2 separate regions of the Anas platyrhynchos genome follow, and region 1 is linked to region 2. Evidence: chromatin contacts called from public Hi-C data. All regions are on one chromosome and are shown on one strand. Each heading gives the region's core, a stretch centred on a gene start, on an enhancer-like site or on the middle of the called end of the contact. The rest is flanking DNA. Distances are from core to core; before and after follow the strand shown. Region 1 holds the start of OSBPL8 (oxysterol binding protein like 8). Region 2 overlaps OSBPL8 (oxysterol binding protein like 8).

Region 1 (4,425 bases), core at 895-3,394, 57 kb after region 2:
CGTCAAGTCAACAGTACGAAATTATAAAACTGAATTGGCTGAAACAAACCAGTTGGAAAGCGCGCGACTTGCTGTTACCATGAGCTGGCCAAGTGTTTCTTTAAGATAAAGCCACGAGGAGCTGCTGCTATTCTGCTTCAACTGATGGAGTTTGAGGCAGAGAAACCATGTCCTTGAGCAAAAGTTAATTTAATAAAAAACACGTCCAAAATTTTGCAGATTGTACAAGCTTGGGGTCAAAGTAAGCGCACAAAGTAACAACATATTGTCTCTACTAATTCTCAATATTGTAAATGTTATTTTTTCAAAGGAAACAACTTACTTTTTTTTCCATTTCTGGTTACAATTTAGACCTTCTGACACCTAAAGAACTTGCAAAAGCTATGCTAGTCTTAACATCTGCTCAAACATTTTCCAGGGAAGTTCCAAGCGTGACACAGGGCCTGCTGCATTGCTCCAGCTGTAAGCTGAGCTCCACTCCTCATTGTGTATTAGTGGAGAGCTGTCAGCAGCAGAGGGAAGGAGGCAAACCCCGGGCAGGCTGAAGTTAAACAGAAAGGTTATCAACTTCAACCACAACACAAGACAACAGAAAAAGAAATCGCTCGAGCAAAATCCAGAAGCAGCCCTCTAAAAGAAACTGAAGCCTGTGGAAGAACTTCCCCCCCTCACCAAGACTGTGCCCATCACCTCCTGCATCTCAAACAGAGGCACTGCTGAACCATACAGCTGTCAACTACAGGTTATAACAAAAGCTAACTGAACGGGCTGTTTAGCAAAGTAGAAAAGCTTTATTAACTTGACATCAGCACAAACACGGAATGGGAAAGGAGGGGAAAAACGACGGTACCGTTCACTTAGTGCAGAGCTGCTCGACATCTAGCAGCTGTACTTCTTACTTCCTCAGCAGCGTGCCGAAACAGCCTAGGTGAAGAACCACGGTATTGCGTTTCCTGTCATGACAGGGACTGCGCAAGTACCTGCCACAAAAACCTCTCAGCTGTTCCCCGTCTCTTCAGCAGCACATCTGCCACGCAAGCGGGATCTGCATTAACGGCGTAGCATATTAAAAGCTATAAGTTACCTGACCAAGATTTCCGCATTACAGTTTGGGGAATGCCATCAAACTTTGATGCTTGCAGGGCTTCTGTTACACTGAGCGCAACTGAAGAAACCCCGCGCTCTGAGGCAGTCAGGCTACCCGGTTTCCTCACCGTGTCTTCACTGAAGGTCCTTTCACGTTTCCTTCACAATTCTCTCATTCGCTGAACACCACACGTTGCCGTTCTGCTTTTAATCACAGACCTGATTACCTCAGAGCTTGATGTAGGCTCGTAAAAAAACGCTGCCTGGCCCACCCGGGAGCTTCATCTCCGCGATGCCGTGCCCCTTCTGCAACAAATTCATCTTCTGCTCCCTAACAAAAGGCCAAGGGACCAGCACCAGAAAGCACCGAGCCCCCTAGCAGGCTTCTCGGTCACTTGGACATGACATTCACAGCCTGTGGGCACATCTCCCACTAACCCCAGCCTTTCGGTTTCCTCAGGAGTGACACCGGGACCACGCAGCGGGACCACTGCCGGTCCTGACCCCATTCCCTGCCCCAGCCCCGCATTTTGCTCCTGCAGCAGCACAAACTGCTCCTCGCCTCTACAAGTTACGGAGCCCGAGCACCGCGGGGAACCCCAGCAGCGCATCTGGGGCGCCCCGGGGCTGGCAGCCGATGGCCATTTTCTGAAGGCGCCGCGTTGGGGCGATTTCAGGGGAAAGCGGGCTTCAGAGGCGCTCTGCCCCTTACTTATGTCTGGGGGAGGGAAAAAGGGGTCTGTCCGACAAGGCTCCTGCACGCTGCGGCGGGGCAGACCCGCTCGTTTCATTTTATTTATTTATTTTTTTCCCCAAAAATTTCCCCAATCGGGTCGGTACCGAACGCGAGTTACCGCCCCGCTGCCCAAGCCTCGCCCCCCGCACCCCGCTCACCGCTCACCTCGCCTGCACCCTCCGGCGAAGCGGCTCGGCTCGGCTCGGCTCGGCTCGGCTCGGCTCGGCTCAGCCCGGCCCGCTGCGAGCAGAGCGGCGCCGTGCCCGTGCCCGCGCCCCTTCCCCTCCCACCCCCGTGCTCGTCCTCGTGCTCGGCCCCGGCCCCGGCGCGGCCCCGCCCCGCCGCTCCCCGGCCGCGCGCGCGCACGCGTAGGCGCGCACCCCGCTCCCCGGTCGCCGCTTGATCCCCTCATCCGCCGCCGCCAGCGGGCGGGGGCGAGCGCAGGCCCGCCCCGCCCCGTCACGGGGCTGCCGGCGGAGGGCCCGCCCCGCGGCTGAGGGGGCCGTGGGGGGCTGGATCCGCGTTTGTTTTTTAAAAAAATCGCACAGAACCATTAAGGTTGGCAAAGATCTCCAAAATCATCTGGTCCAACCGTCCCCTACCACCAATGTCACCCCCTAAAGCATGTCCCCAAGCACCACATCCAACCTTGCCTTGAGCACCCCCAGGGACGGTGACTCCACCGCCTCCCTGGGCAGCCCATCCCAGTGCCTAATTAGTCTTCCTGAGCAGAAATGTCTCCTCATTCCCACTCTGAACCTCCCCTGGCACAACTTGAGGCCATTCCCTCTCGTCCTACCACTGGTTATCTGCGACAAGAGGCTGACCCCCAGCTCCCCATCTCATTACAGGTCCCCTCATAGCAGTTTTAAACGTGCCACTGGCAATATAAAACCGCAGTGAGCAGCTCACATATCACATTCCCATCTTTAAAATAAAATGAAAATGTACCTCAGTTTTCATCACCTGCCAGCTGATACAACTGGAAGCAGCTGCAAACTGCTGAGTAACTTTTGGAAATGCTGAGCATCTTCTTTCCACTTACATCAAGAGAAAGTACCGTCAGGGCATTCAGAAGCGTTTGGCACCTTTGGCACTGCCCAGCTAACTAACGATGCAGAAAGTTGTCAAAGGATTAATGTTTCTGACCCCAAAAATAAGACTTCCAGCTCAATCTATTTTTCAGAGTATTATCTGCTGTACCTCATTATGTAGCAGTGTCACTAGGAGTCCATTATCTTGGGCTAATGTTCCACTCACAATCTTTTCATTCTGTTCCTTGAATAATCCGAGTTAATTAAAAGGCTGAGTATCTTTCATCAGTGCCTTTTTTTCCCTTTCAAATACTTCTGTAGAAATGTCTTGTATGTATTCCTGGCTGCAGCAGATTGCTTTTTTTTTTTTTTTTTTCCTTCCACAGCAATTAGGTACAAACTGTTGAAGAATACAGAGAACAATTATTTTCATTATTATAAATTATTTGAAGTTTCTTTGTACAAAGCTTTGTATAACTAAATGCTACTTCTCCCCAAAGGAAGGCTGTGGAAGGAGATAATTCACTCGTTTAAGAGTTACCCATGCAGGTTTTCTCCCTGTAGAGCTTTAATTCATGAGTTTAGTTGTGGTCTGGCTAACGGGCTGAGCATGGCTTTGGGCAGCAGTTCTGGCCGTGCATGCAATTCGTGACTCATTCCCACCTTGCCTTGTGGCAGAGCTCCTTTCTTTTGCAGCTATTTCCACAGTCACCAGATTTGCTTGGTAGCACCCTGAGAGCTCCAGCAAAAAACGTGCTCTTGAAGTCGTCCTGAAGAGCCACAGCAGGTCACGGTGTCCGACACAAGGAATATGACACCGGGCAGGGGGGGCAGCTAGGAGTCGGTTCACTTTGCAAGTGCGCGAGGTGAACCCATGCTGCGCTTTTTGCTTCTCCTGGAGGTCACCAGTAAACTCCTATTACTCATTCCCAAAGTGCTTTCTTAGCATTACAGTGCTTGTATTTTGATCTGTGGTAGAAGCGTGAGGCTGTCAGCACACCAAAACAGCAATCATTTATGGAGAAGCTCAGTCCTCTGCTCACATGGCTTAAACTGAATCAAATAAATGCTGACATGGGTTCTCAAAGGTTGCACAATCGTGGATTATATCACAGACATTTTGTTTAGGGACCTCTTATGGTGAGGGGAAAATAACCACAAACCATATTTTCATATCTGAGAACCTGGAATGCTAATAAGTAGTGGGAGTTTGTTCCTCACTCATTTGGACTGTCAGGTGGAAGAAACACTTAACTGGCACCACAAATACATTGAGTGGTGAAAACATTTGCCTACATCGCATGTGCCTGTGTAACAGATCTGCTGTGAAGCATGCCTGTGACCAGGTATCACGTAGCAGAGGGGTAACAGAGGTGGCAGGGCAGGGTCCGCACCAGCCAGGCTGCAGTTTCACAGCACCCAGACAGGACAGACATGGAGATGGTGGCCATGTTCAGCCAAGCATCCAGGGAATATCACGGTGAAGAGGTGGGTTCAAGGCGAAGCCAGGAATGAGATGCCTAGGCCACAGCTGGATCAGGTCCAGTGACTGCCGGATGAAACAATAGC
Region 2 (4,480 bases), core at 1,518-4,017:
GCGCAGAAGCTAACCTGCTCTCCCACTGTGCAATTCTGATAACATGATTTTAGAAGGGGACTGTTACTATAATGTTTAAATCAGATTGATTTTCCTCAGTTTCCATGTAACATTTCTCCTGAAGTCTCAGACACATGAAATACTGCAGAGAAATTTGTGTCGAGGCCTTGAGTGTACTCCCCCCTACTCCTCAGGCTGTGGCTGCCTGTACCTACAGCCAGCTCTGATGCACCACACTTGTGATCCAACCTTGGATCGGGCTGCTGTGAAGAGAGCTGTGCCAGAAAGTAGCCATCTCCCCCACCTCACCTGGGAGGTGGATGCAACGAAGCTCAGCTCCCAGCCCCTGGTGCCAGCCTGATCTAGGCTACAGCTGTGCCTGGCTGAGCACCTTGCTGACCCACAGATTTCAGCTCTTGGCTTGGCCTCAGGCCTGCCTCTCACTATGGATTTATGCCACAAGCTGAGCCTAGTTCTCACCGCCAGCCCTGCTCTGCTCGAGGTGCCCGGCTGCACTCCTGGCACTGCTCCTGCCTGCCGTGCTGCCACTCCTGGCCAGCCCTCCCTGCAGAGCTGCTCACTCCTGCTGCTCCCTGGCAATCTGTTTGCAGGGTCTACTATCACCTTTTTCCTCCCTGAAAGCCAAAAAAGCCAGTGGATGCACTAGCAGAAAATACCAAAACATGTAATTGAATGATTTAAAGCCTTTAAACTCTATCCCATAGCAATGCTTGAATATGAAAAGCAATTTAACTTAGCTACTCAATTCAGCAATCAAATGATATAGAACTTTCTCCTCCACAAAACACTATCTTTCTCCTCTTTAAAGTCTTAGGGAGAAAAAGCCATCTGTTTTAAAAATTAGAAACATTTTTCTGGAATTTCACATTCTAAATATATAGAAATAACTTGATAAAAAAATTAGTATTTTGACATACCAGGCACTTTAAGAGTTAAAGGCAATATATAAAAAATGTTGCATCAGAGCAGCCTGTACAATGTCTTAGCATTTAAAGCTTCTGTAAGTGTAATGTATAAATTTAAAAGGATTTGGGAAAGAAACAGATAGGTAAGGTAGATTTTTTGCTATATTACTACAATGACTTTTTACGTTATATGCATACTGTATGAAGACCATCAAAAAGAACACTTCATTCTGAATGAGAATGTTATTGCAATCCATTTATGTAGGTAAATGTGATCAGAACAAAATAGTTCTGGAGAGAAAAAAAAAATGAGATCACTACTGAACAGGAGTCTTTTTTGGTTACTGCCACATGTCTCCCAACTCCATTTCATCCGTTCTTGGTTTTCACTGCATCTCAGCACATCTTTCTCATCTTGGGACTACAACATTATGATTATGAATTTGCAAGGCTCCTGCTTTTTCCATTTCTATTAATAAAGACAATCAAAAAGCATAAACATGCACTACCAATTACATCTGCTTTAATATACTGCTGATGGTTCAGCTGTACATTACATTTGGTGAGGCAACATCTGCACCACGATCAAAGTGAGAGGACTCCACGTTTCATTTTCACTAATTTGAACTGTATACCTTCATGTGATGTCATCTTGAGAACTACATTAAAGTTCATTTTGGTCTTTATCTACAACCACATCTGAAGAGTAATCTCCAAGATTACTTGCAATGAAAGTTGAATACATTTGCATTTATTAAAATAGACACTCAACTCCTTTGTATGCTGACATTTTAAACCCTAACCAAGGCTGCTTTCCTTACCTTGCTTTTTGACATAGAATGTGCTGTATCCTCTTTATTTTGTGACACATCATCCTTCCCTTTGTCAAAACCTTAAAGAAAAGACAGCATCATTGCAAATGATTTGAGTGCTTTACATTTTACAAGAGCTAGCCTTTGAAATAAATTTGCAAACTGTATTTAACATACAAAGCACAACCAAATCAGATTTTCAAACATCATATACATACTAGATCATCACATCAATTGAAAACGTATCAGTTATTGCTGTATAGGCTGAATTAAAACCCTCCGAGAGGTGAGAACAGTCCACTGCATTTGGACGGTGCTGCACCCAACCCAATGACCTGACCAGCTGAAAATACGATCAACAAAATTTGTCCTTTCAGCTCCCCATCTCCCTTACCCGCACACACAACACCAAATAAAGTCAGTTTGGGTTTGTTCATTTCTTTAGCTACAAATAATCATTAAAATCCACACATGTGAAAGCAAATCTACAACATGGATTAAGATTGCCAGTCGATTTCTTACAAGTGTGTTTCTTACAAGTACATGAAACAGGTTGCTCGTATTAGCCTCGAATTTATACTTTTGCCTCAACATACCTTATATTTAAAGTTCAAAACCCCACACTAACGTGAATGACTCACAACGCAGCCCCACCAGTTTCTCAGCACCCACAGAGCACAGTGAGTCACTGATGGTGGCCGGGACATGTGTGGCAGCAGAAGGGGGCCCACGACCTGCAGAAACGCTGCTGTGCAGCTGCCACGTCCCATGGGACAGCACACGGGGCTCTCCTTCCACGTTCAGAAAAATAATCTTGTGCAGTTACCAGACGGAACACATTAGTGACCCATTTTCTTTGAGAAGGTTGGTTCTAGCATAAGGTCTTCCAGACTGGAATAAAACAAATCCCTCGATGCATTTATTTGAGTCGAAATGCCACCACTTGCATGCCCCCCTGCCACACGGCAGAGCTGAAGGCAAGGAGCAGCCCAGGCAGCTGAAAGCCCGGAGGCCGGGCCCACCAGAGGGCACCACACCCGCACAAACTGCGGGCAGGAGGAGGCCCAGGCCCCATCCCAGCTCCCCCTGTCCACCCAGGCCACAACTTGGTCGGAGAAATTGGCCCTAACTCCTCTGACAGGATGGGATTCACCAGAGAGTTCACTTCATGTGCTTCAGGGGAGTGCATGCATGAGTATGCATGTGTGTGTAGGCTCCGTGCGGCCCACAAGAACTGAAAGTTTCTGTAGCAGTGTTGAGTAGTTTGTTTAATGAGGGATTTTTAAATTATTATTATTTTTTAAATTAATATCTTCACCCTTCCACCACTTACACCACCCAGAAATGCTAAGACAGCACTAATACCTCTATCACAAATACACATCTTGGGAAGTTTCAGCAAGTTATTGGGAAATCAGGTTGCTCTTCAGGTTATGTGAGAAATACAAGATTCCTCTTAGTTTTCATTCAGTAACCATTTTTTTTTCTTGTTATTTTCTTCTTTAATTTATTACCTTTTGCAGAGATTCTGATGAAGAACAGACTTAACTATATATATACATACTGCAATACAATTACATTTTACGTCTGTCTACACAAAACTTTACATGTCTTTACAGAAGCCCTTATACCCAGTTCATTAAACCCTTCCTTTTGACATGCTTTTAATGCATCTGTGAGGGCTTTGTTCAGCTAACAAAAACGTATAATGCAGAAGGCTATTTGGCCACAGGGAAGAAGTACCTAGACAGGCAGAAGATCTGTAGCACTGGGGAATTTGGCAAAAAATAATAATACAAAAATAATAGACGTGTCAAGATCCATAGCACAGAAGCCATGTTGGATACCTAAAACCAAATACTAAAGCACATTTTCAACAGGAACAGTAATTAGGTGCTGGAACAAAACAAAGGCCACCTCAAGCCTTAAAGGACAGGCCTACGTTCAGTGAGAAGTTACTGGATGTGATGCCAGTCTCAGGCAGTCAAACATGCACTAGAATCACAGTAATGATGTCTTATCCTCACCCCACACCCAAAACAAATCTCTAATTAGGAACCAAGTTCCACTGAAAATGTAACGTAGGGACTTCCTAATGACCTTCCAGGTTTCATTTATCTCTTTAAACACAGGCACAAAATACCTAGTGATGGGAATTGCCGAGGAAGTGCTATGTCAGGGTTGTGCTAACAGAAGAGAAGCTGTAATTCACAGCTTTCTTTATAAGCACAACAGCTTTAAGGACTTTATACACCCTTATCTAACATACACACATTTTGATTTTTATAAACAAGCTTTTCATCAGTATCACCAAGCAGAAATAGAACAGAGCAGTGTCAGAGGTGAAGACCAAAGCTGTGTTCCTGAACCTCACCTTCTCACTCCCAGTGCCTCAAGGCCAAGAGGTACACGCACTTGCTGCTTTACAAATGTGCCACCACACTTACTGATCCCTCCCTTAGCCACACAAACAGCAAAATGATGTCTGAGGGACTTGCTGGTGAATCCCAACTACTGAAGTCACGGTGCTGCAGAGTCTGGATCACTTCGCTCTATCTTGTCTCGGTTATTAACAAAAACCCAAGCAGTCAGCTCCATGTCCTGAGCTATCCTTTTTCTAGCTCCCCTCTCAGTGGAAGGAATAAGCTAACCCAGAATACAGCAGAAGGCCTTTCTCTCCATGTGACAAAATGTATGTTAAAAAAAAATATCATTATTCAGGTGCTACTCCAGTCACAACCT

The links. Hi-C and Micro-C count contacts between places; a contact is called where the count stands out from the background.
Region 1: a contact with region 2 is called in a Hi-C map of subcutaneous adipose tissue, with 2.4 times the contacts expected there. The contact joins the promoter of OSBPL8 here to the enhancer-like site in region 2. A contact is called at or near these places in 5 of 8 Hi-C or Micro-C datasets (F1 follicle, liver, skeletal muscle and 2 more).

The regions. Positions count from the first base shown.
Region 1 is chr1:40,283,092-40,287,516 of IASCAAS_PekinDuck_T2T, forward strand. It overlaps OSBPL8 (oxysterol binding protein like 8), which reads right to left and starts at 2,145. Exons shown (of 24, transcript XM_027454754.3): 1 at 1,988-2,145.
Region 2 is chr1:40,225,269-40,229,748 of IASCAAS_PekinDuck_T2T, forward strand. It overlaps OSBPL8 (oxysterol binding protein like 8), which reads right to left. Exons shown (of 24, transcript XM_027454754.3): 5 at 1,748-1,818. Among named protein-coding and RNA genes, the nearest start is that of BBS10, 30 kb to the left of the region's middle. Within about 2 kb of position 2,768, at least 2 of the 8 cell types and tissues checked have an H3K27ac peak or open chromatin away from gene starts, as enhancers often do. A contact at or near this core is called in subcutaneous adipose tissue, where this site is marked.